Regions from separate parts of the Sus scrofa genome. Here region 1 is linked to region 2. Evidence: chromatin contacts called from public HiChIP or PLAC-seq data. All regions are on one chromosome and are shown on one strand. The core of a region is the stretch at or near the end of the contact, and the rest is flanking DNA. Distances in the headings are between cores, read along the strand shown.

What was found. HiChIP or PLAC-seq counts read pairs in DNA pulled down with a chosen protein or histone mark.
Region 1: an H3K27ac HiChIP or PLAC-seq map of alveolar macrophages shows a contact between it and region 2. The contact joins two enhancer-like sites. A contact is called at or near these places in 1 of 5 promoter capture datasets (liver), 1 of 47 Hi-C or Micro-C datasets (skeletal muscle) and 1 of 2 datasets of contacts at active chromatin or transcription factors (alveolar macrophages).

What each region holds. Positions count from the first base shown.
Region 1 is chr9:93,443,513-93,448,465 of Sscrofa11.1, reverse strand. DMTF1 (cyclin-D-binding Myb-like transcription factor 1) reads left to right here. Exons shown (of 17, transcript XM_021063471.1): 4 at 4,919-4,953. Among named protein-coding and RNA genes, the nearest start is that of DMTF1, 17 kb to the left of the region's middle. Within about 2 kb of position 3,580, at least 1 of the 83 cell types and tissues checked has an H3K27ac peak or open chromatin away from gene starts, as enhancers often do. A contact at or near this core is called in alveolar macrophages, where this site is marked.
Region 2 is chr9:93,360,878-93,365,609 of Sscrofa11.1, reverse strand. No RefSeq gene overlaps it. Among named protein-coding and RNA genes, the nearest start is that of TMEM243, 30 kb to the left of the region's middle. Within about 2 kb of position 1,424, at least 7 of the 83 cell types and tissues checked have an H3K27ac peak or open chromatin away from gene starts, as enhancers often do. A contact at or near this core is called in alveolar macrophages, where this site is marked.

The sequences.
Region 1 (4,953 bases), core at 2,331-4,830, 81 kb before region 2:
AGAACATAGAGTTTCCTTTTGAATCAAAATTTAGACTGCAAGAGATTAAATTGGCATTTCAAGGTATACTTGGACCCATTATTTTTCTTATTTAATTAAAAAAAACAAAACTCTTTTTAGCCAACACTTAATGAGTGCTTATTTATGTGCCAGGCATGTCTCTAAATATTTTACATATATTGCCTTATTTAATCTTCTCAACTTTTTTTAATTGACCCCCCAATCTTTTTAAACATTTTTTCATAATCATGCTCTCCCCCATGAAATTATATCACATATATACTGCTGTTGTTCTCTTCTTTAATGTACTGTATGTATCTCAATGCTTAATAAGAAGAGTAAGAGTTTTTTCACCTCCTCTCCCAAGAAGCACATTTGCCCTCATTGAGAAAGGATGCTCTAGAGTAGATTTTTTTTGTCCCTAGTTATAAACAAGAAACCTAAAGCACAGAGATGTATAAGGTCATAACCAGGCATTCTGGTTCTTGTAGTTTATGCTCTCATGTGGTATATGGCTAAACGAAAGTTAGAAGAAGCCTGATAAATTTATTCTCACTAAAAAAGTTCTTAAAATGTTTATATTCCAAGATGTTTTAGAGTAGACTGGATTCCAAGGAGGTGTGGTATTTTGGGTGGAATTCTCTTGGTGAAAGACTACAATACACCAACTGTAATGTTAACTTATATTTCTGATTTGTTTAGAAATATAAGAATCATGTTGACCTTTGGTAGCCCTACATAGCTGGAGTAGATATCTTAGTCCTTGTCAATGGGGTTGGGGCCACAGGCTGTCGGTGGCACTTTGCACAAAGGAGGGTCTTGCCATATCCAAGAACTTTTATTTTACACTCAGCATCAAGCAAGATCACATCAGCATCCAATGGTAAAAAATAAAGAGTAGGTTTTCATTGTGGAAAATCATGTCTTCATAAGTAGATATATACTCTATATTTGGAGTTAATTGCTCATTGAACTAAGCAGGAAAAAAAACCCATAATTATCTAAGTTTACTCTGAGACTTTATTGAAAAATGGTATTAATGTTAATAATTACATCTGCTTCTAGTTGTAGCATTTACAAAGTACTTCTAATTAAATGATCTTTCCTTCTAATGGTGATTCACATGATTTTTAAAACTCTTTCCTAATTTGATTATCATTGTATTATGATTCAGTTTTAAAACTTGATTGGCCTATCTGTACAGATAAACATTTTCCTGTATAAACATTTTCTAATCTGAGATTTTTTTAAATTCAGACATAATTGACATGTCACATTATATTAGTGTCAAGTGTACTACATAATGATTCTGTAGATGTATATATTGTGAAATGATCAGCAGAATTTGTCTAGTAACATCTTCTACCACACAGTTACAAATTTTTTTCTTGTTATAAGAACTTTTAAGTTCTACTTTCTTAGCCACTTTCAAATACGCAGTTTGGTATTCTTAACTATGTTCACTATACTGAATGTTACATCCCCAGGATATAATAAAATAAAAATATTTAAATAAGCCAGAATTTTTTTTTTTTTTCTTTTAATGTCTTTTCTAAGGCCGCACCCATGGCATATGGAGGTTCCCAGGCTAGGGGTCTAATCAGAGCTGTGGCCTGTGCCACAGCCACAACAACTCGAGATACGAGCTGTGTCTGTGATCTACACCACAGCTCACGGCAACGCCAGATCCCTAACCCACTGAGCGAGGCCAGGGATCAAACCCGCAACCTCATGGTTCCTAGTTGGATTCGTTAACCACTGCGCCATGACAGGAACTCCCCAGAATTTTTTATTATGGTGATACAAATTATGACTGGTTAATAAATCAATTAACCAAATCAGGTTAAAGTAGAATGCCTTGAACATTATCATAGGTTTGAACTATACTTGATATTTTGTTCTGTTTTATAATGTTAGACTGAATCCTTCAAACCCTCATTCACTTCACTGGGTAAGACAGTGTCAATATGTGACATAAAAGCACATGAGCTACTTGATGTTGAGTCATAGCATCACCATGCAAGAAGGATATTCTGGAACCTCATTTACAGTAAGACTGAATTTATGAAAAGCAGCTAGAAGGTCCCTGGAGTTGTAAGAAGTATGCTGATAAAATCAACCTGGAAAAGTTTCTGCATTAAAAAAGTCACATAAAAGCATGAAGTCCTATATCCATCACCATTTGTGAATGATTAAATAGGCAAGTCCTTTATGCTAGACTTCATGGAGGTGAATATTAGTTTTAAAATTTAAATATTCAGGGTTTTTTTAATGTGCTTTATAAAACTGATAAAATTATCTATTTGAGCCTTAAAAGTTCTCTTAACTCTCATGTTAATCAATGTAGACCACTTACCATTTCTCTGTCATCTACAACCACATTTACTCCATTACTTGTTCATGGTTATAACTCTTGGTGATTATTCATTTAGATGATTGTTGCAGTTACTGAGCCTCTGATTCCTTTTGTTCTTCACACTCCCTCGTTTGTCACTCCCATCACCACTCTCACCATTACAAATTAACTGCAGTGCATTTGTAGTCTACTTCAGACTTTGTTTTCCTGCCACTAATTCCTATCTTTCTAGCTTACTTCCTCTAATGCTTTTGCAGTCCTTTGCCCCACTGGGACCCACTGACCTCACCACTTTTAGATTATTCTTTCTTTACTTGTATTCTTTTTTCCTCTTTACTGGGTTTCCATTTTCATGGTGAATCATTATCACTGTTTTGAATTTACCCTCAAACCTTTTTTTTTTTCCTCCCCTCACCTCATTGTTCTTTGATAAAACCACAACCCTAGTTCAGTCTCTCAGCCTATTTATGTCTGTACTCGTAACTAAAAGGGATTGGGGGAAAAGCACACAAGGATGCTGACTGGTATCACTTTAAATTTATGATCTTTAACTTGAAGCGGGCCCTCTATGTTGCCTACCAATCATACAATACTAATATGGTGTTCTTTCTCCCCCTCTGAGATGACTATTTCATACGTCCTGAAACCTCCTGTACTTGCTCCACCTTTTTCACTTTCAACTGATATCTGTGCTTCCTACTTTACTGAAAAAACTTAATTGACCAGAAAATAAATTCTGTTAGTTTCCACTACTACAAGTACATACTCTCATGTGTATATGTCCATATATTCTTTTTCCCAGCTGAGGCCAGCCCTTCAGTGTGCTAGACCCCCCCTCCCTTTTGCCCACTCAAGGATGTTGTAGGAATTCTTTCCTTTCTGTTCTGAATCGTCAGTTTTTCATTCGCTATGGATCATTCCTATCAGCGTTACATACATACTGTAATTTCTTTTTTAAAATAAAAAGTCCCACTTTAGGCTCCCATCCATTTTCTTTCCTTCCCTTTAGATCCAAGTAAAGAATTGCCTGTACTTGCCTCCATTTCTTCCCTTGTTCCTTAAACCCACTCCGGTCTTTCACCTCTCACTACACCAAAACTGTTCTGCCCAGGGCTCCTTTTTCTTGCTAAATCCAATGGTGATTTTTTGTCTTTGTCTTACTTGATCTGCCCACAATTTTACACAATTTTTATCACCCCCTTCTCCCTGAAACACTTTGTAACTTGGCTTCTGAGGAACACATTTCTCTAATTTTTTTACTTCTCTGTTCCTTCTTAGTCACTTAAGCTGACTTGTCCATGTCTCCCCGAACTCTAAATGTGGAGTGCCCCAGGACTCAGTTCTTACATTGCTTCTGTTTTTGTTTTTTTTTTTTACTCACTCTCTGGAATTCATGGTTTTAAATTCTGCCTCTGGTGATGACTCCCAGATTTATTCAAGTCCAGACTTCTCTTAAGAGTAGACGTTCAGTGAGTATCTGAACTAATATGTTTGAAACTGAGCTCTTGAAACTTCCTCAATTTTTAAACTTGCTTCTTCTAGTCTTCCCCATCTCATTAATGGCAGTTGCATTCTTTCAGTAGCTCAGATTAAAAAACAAACAAAAACTTTAATACCATTCTTGACTTTTCATTTTCTTTCATATTTGGTATATCCACAAACCCCGTTGGCTCTACCATCAAAATATATCCACAGTTTGAACCACCTCTCATCATCCTCAGTTGCCTTCACTCTAGTGCCAGCCACTGACCTCTTTTATCTAGATTATTTAATTTGCTTCTTCACTGATTTCTCTCCAGCCCATGCTGCCCTTCAGGCTCTTTTCCCCATAGCAGCCAGAATGATTGTTAAACTAAAAATCACTTGGTATCACTCCTCTACTCTGAATTTTCCAGTGGCCACCTCATCTGAAAGCCAAAGTCTACAGTATCCTTCGAGTCCCCATGCATTGTTTTGTTTGGGCTGCTCTGGCCACACTGTCCTCCTTGCTGTTCTATGAACAGTCTACATATGCTCTTATCTCAGAGCCTTTGCACTTGGCTTTCCATCTACTTGAAATGCTTTTCCTCAAGATAGAAACATGATTAGCTCCCCTCCTCGATTTGTTCCAAATCCTGGTTACATTTCCTGGCCTCCCATCTAAAATTTCCAACACTTCTCCACTCCCAACACATGTCCTTTCATGCTCTATTATTTTCTCCTTAATACTTTTCCAACATAATACTGTCTTCATTTTGTGTCTTCTCCTCTAGACTGTAAGTGCCATGATTTCATTTTGTGTCTTCTCCTCTAGACTGTAAGTGGCAGAATTTTGGTTATTTGCCTCATGTTGTCTTCCCATCATCCTGAGCAATACCTAGTATATATTAGGTACACAATAGTTATTTGTCAAGCAAATATATGGATGTGTATGTGTATATATACACACACATATTTATGGATATATTGGCAAGGAGCGTGTTAAGAAATTAGATAATCACATACATATTCCTTGGGTATTTTTCTAAAATAATTAGGACATGCCATTATTATTCTGGAATTGAACTGCTCTTTTTCTCCAAGTTTCAGAGAATGATCAGAGCTTTGAGGTGACCATG
Region 2 (4,732 bases), core at 175-2,674:
TAGCAGTTTAAGCCTGGTAGCATGCAACGTTATGGCAAATGTCTTCTATGTCTTTTTAATATATTCAGTCATTGCCTCAGAAGAAATACAACTTCAATTTGCCTCACAAGTTTGTCTACCAGCTTCTGCTCCTTTTGATAAGAAAAAAAATTGTTTTTCAGTCAATGTTATTTTTTTTGGTTTTCCTTTTTTTTTTTTTTAATAGTTTTAGCTTTTTTTTTTTTTTTTTTTTTTTTTTTTTTTTTTTTTTGGTCTTTTTGCTATTTCTTGGGCCACTCCCGTGGCATATGGAGGTTCCCAGGCTAGGGGTCGAATTGGAGCTGTAGCCTCCGGCCTACGCCAGAGCCACAGCAACGCGGGATCCGAGCCGCATCTGCAACCTACACCACAGCTTGGCAGTGCAGGATCGTTAACCCACTGAGCAAGGGCAGGGACCGAACCCGCAACCTCATAGTTCCTAGTCGGATTCGTTAACCACTGCGCCATGACGGGAACTCTTTTTTTGCTTGTTAATAGCTGAGTTAAGAGTTCTTTTTCATCTTTACCATCAAAGCAGCATCACAATTGAATTCTTCACTGTTGGGCAACATATCTGAATACCTAAATAGGAATCTTTTTAAGTTTGTCTGGAAATGCTGTTGTAATCCTTATAATCTTTTAAATATAATGTCTCTTCTAGAATATAAAAAACTCCCAAGTAAAATGCCAGATGAATATCAGAGTACCAACTAAGGCATGTGAAACATTTTCAAATTTTAATCTCATGTTTTCACACAGATTTATTAAGAATACTTCTTAAATTGTGTACACATGAAGCAGTTTTTTTCCCAAGAGATAAAATAAGATTAATTATTATTTTGCTATGGTGAACCATTTTTGTTATGGTTTAGTTTTTCAGTAAAGCTATGGAGTTTTCATTACTGCTTCTGCCTATTAAGGACTGCCAATAAATGATGTGAATCCAGATAAGAGGAAAAGGATGTAGAACCAATCAAACTAAAAAGACTTAGTTGAATCCTTAATAAAGAAATTTAGCAATTTGAAAAAGATGAGAGAATAAAACCTATCAAATAAAATCAGGAGATAAAAGTAGAAGAGTAGGATAAAATCTTAATATGATTGAATCTGAAAGTGTAATAGGGAAGAACAAATCTGACTGTATATCAGATCTGTTTCTTTTACTTTAATCTTTGTGCTCTGCCGCCTGTGCTTAGTCATGCTGGCTCTGCACTTTTCCTAAAAGAATATTGCCTATAGCCTGAAATATGCAAGACAGCCTATTCTCAAGGCTCTGATCTTTAAGAGCCCAGTTATATAGAGATAAAAATTTGCAGAACCTCTTGTTGGAGGTTTAGAGGCATATCATGACCTGACCTACATGGACAGCTGCCAAGAACAAAGCTTTTCTACATCAAGACATCTGCCACAACTAACCACACCCATCCACCACCTTGCCTTTAAAAGGGCGTTGCTGAAATGCTTCCGGGAGCTCTAGGGCTTCTGGGGCAAGAGCCACCATCTCCTGGCATGGCGCTACAATAAACCTTTTTCTGCTCCAAACTCTGATGTTTTGTTATGCTTTGGCCTCTCTCTGTATCGGGCACACAAACTTGTTTTTGGTAACAGAAGATGTGGAGGGAGTCTGTGCTGTTGTGCATCATGTAACTAAGTCCCACGGGGTTGAGGGTTCCCCGTGTATCTTGTTGGACATATCAACTCTAAGAAAGGGTTTGGTATTACAGTTATAGCTCAGGCAAACCCAACCTGGTATCCCAATTACCGATCAACAAGTGAGGAAGACCAACTGACCTCTTGTCCTGCAGCTGTATTCAAACAAACCTAAAATGTAATCTAATGTAAAATGACATCTTAAAATGTAATGTTTAATTTTTAATTTTTTTTTTTTTTGTCTTTTTAGGGTGGCACCTACGCACATGGAGGTTCCCAGGCCAGGGGTTGAATCGGAGCTGTAGCCACCGGCTTACGCCACAGCCACAGCAACATAGGATCCAAGATGCATCTAAGACCTACACCACAGCTCACAGCAATCCTGGATCCTTAACCCAAGGCCATGGATTGAACCTGCATCCTTGTGGGATACTAGTAGATTTGTTTGTTTCCACTGAGCCCTGATGAGAACTCCCAAAATGTAATTTTTAAAAGTTGAAATGTATTTGACTTACAGTACTATATGTGTTGAGTGTACAACGTATGAATTTGATATTTTTATGGATTATACTCTATGCAAAATTAATATAAGATATTGGCTATATTCCCTGTGCCGTTCATTACATTCTTGTGACTTACTTATTTTATACCTACTGGTTTGTACCTCTTAATTCCCCTCACTCATTCTGCTCCTCCCCCATCCCTCTCCCCTCGGACAACCACTAATCTGTTCTCTGCATCTGTGAGTCTGTTTCTGTTTTGTTATATTTGTTCATTTTCTTAGTTAAAGTGTAATTTTTAAAATGTATTCTCAGCGTTAAATGAAACTGACTCTCTGACAAAACCAGATTTGACCCTGAAATTTGCATAACTGATGTCTAGAGATAGCAATGACTCTTGAAGATACAATATTCATATTGGGGGTGGAGTGGGGAAATGCTGCTTTTCAGACACAAACACATCAATCTTGTTCTTTTTCTTTTCTTTTCTTTTCTTTTCTTTTCTTTTCTTTCTTTCTTTCTTTCTTCCTTCCTTCCTTCCTTCCTTCCTTTCTTTCTTTCTTTCTTTCTTCCTTTCTTCCTTTCTTCCTTCCTTTCTTTCTCTTTCTCTTTCTCTTCCTTCCTTCCTTCCTTCCTTTCTTTCTTTCTTTCTTTCTTTCTTTCTTTCTTTCTTTCTTTCTCTCTCTCTCTCTCTCTCTCTCTTTCTTTCTTTCTTTCTTTCTTTCTTTTGGCTGTACTCATGGCATGAGGAAGTTCCCAGGCCAGGGATCAAACTCAAGCAACATCAGAGTTTGGAGCAGAAAAAGATTTATTGCAGGGCCATCCAGGAGATGGGTGGCTCTTGCCCCAAAAGCGCTGAAACTCCTGGATGGATTTCAGCAAAGCCCTTTTAAAGGCAAGGATAATGCCAGATCCTTGCCTTAACCACTAGGCCACCAGGGAACTCCAGTAACTTTTTTCTTAAAATACTGTTTTTATTTTAAATTTGGTGAACCAGTTCTTTTAAAATCTGACTCCTTTGCAAAAGTTTGCAAATAAAACTCCTTAATTTTTTTTTTCTCTGAGCCTCTCCTTTCACACAGGTAATTATTTCATAGCTCAAAACCTTCAATCTGGTAACCTGAGACCATTAGCAATGGTAACTCTGCTTTTAAACTTTGTACTCACAGAGATAAACCTTACATATCTTGTTATTTAAGGTGTTCATAAACCTGAATTGTTAGAGAATGTTAGCCCTGTGATTTTTTTTATCTGAAATGTGAAAATGATATTAGACTTTCTATTTTGATTTGGCATGTATAGAAGAACTTGATTAAGTTTGTAAACAGCATTTGAATGTTTAAGAGAACTTGATTCACAAGAGTTAAATACTAAGAAAGATCCTGTTTGGAAGCGTCACTGGAAGTTTGAAGTGCTGGAGAAAGCCAGATACTTTATTTCTGCACCTGTTGCTTTAAAGGATTATGGCAGGGGATCTCAAAGCGAGGTCCTCAAGACCAGAAGCGTCAGCATCATCTGGAAATGTGTTAGAGTGGCATATGCCTGGGCTCCACCCTAGATCTCTTAGGTCAGAAATGATGGGGTGGGATCAGCAATCTGTGTTTTCACAAGCTCTCCAGAAGTTCAAGAACCACTGGCTTCAGATCATTTAATTAAATAAGTTTATAAATAGGTTATTTGTTCAGGGGAGCTTAAATTGTCAGAGGAACATCAGTTAAAGAATAGTTGATTTTTCTTAAGATATGCAAAATTATTTTGTTTATAAATGGAAAATTAATATCTCCAAGTTGAACTTAATATCTTAAGAAAAACTAAAATTGTGATGTTAATAAATTGAAGAATAAGCACACGTAACTGTAAGTAGGCCTTTCAGGACACAGAAGCTCCTTTTGAACTTCAGAAAACTCAGCTGACAGACACGGACATAGTTTAACTTTATGTATTTTCTTTGGTGACACCGATGCCAAGTCAATTAATTATGTGAGCCAAGGATTTTTTTCCCCACTCATTTCATATATTTCTAAATTACAGGAAGAAAAGATGTACTAGATTAGAAAGGATATAACAAAGGAAAAAGTTTTAAGGCTGGTTAGGAAATCAGCATGCGTCTCAGAATTGCAAATCTTGGTACTAAATATTAAACACTTCAAAATGGTTCATTTTCCGTCTAGCACTAAATTGTTTCCCAAATGTCGCAAGAGCAATCTTTCCTGTAATAGGAACCCCTGGTGCTTTATACCTCACAGCTTAGTAGTAGTGCCAAGTTCTACATTTTTAGCTTTATAATCCATCTGAGTCCGTTCAAAATACACAACTAAATTGCAGAATAATAAACTATGCAACCTACATCACTTCTGTGTGGCAAAAGATTTTAGCAGTTGTAGAAAAATCAGTGGCCATTCAAACTATGCTCAGAGCATTCAACACTTGATAATAAAAGGTGTCATTACTGATAGATATAGCAGAATGTTTGTTAAAGTATACCAAAATATAACGGACTTACTCAACTGTGAATAACTTTTGAAAAACTGCTTAAACAAAGAAACATTTTCCTTTTAAATCAT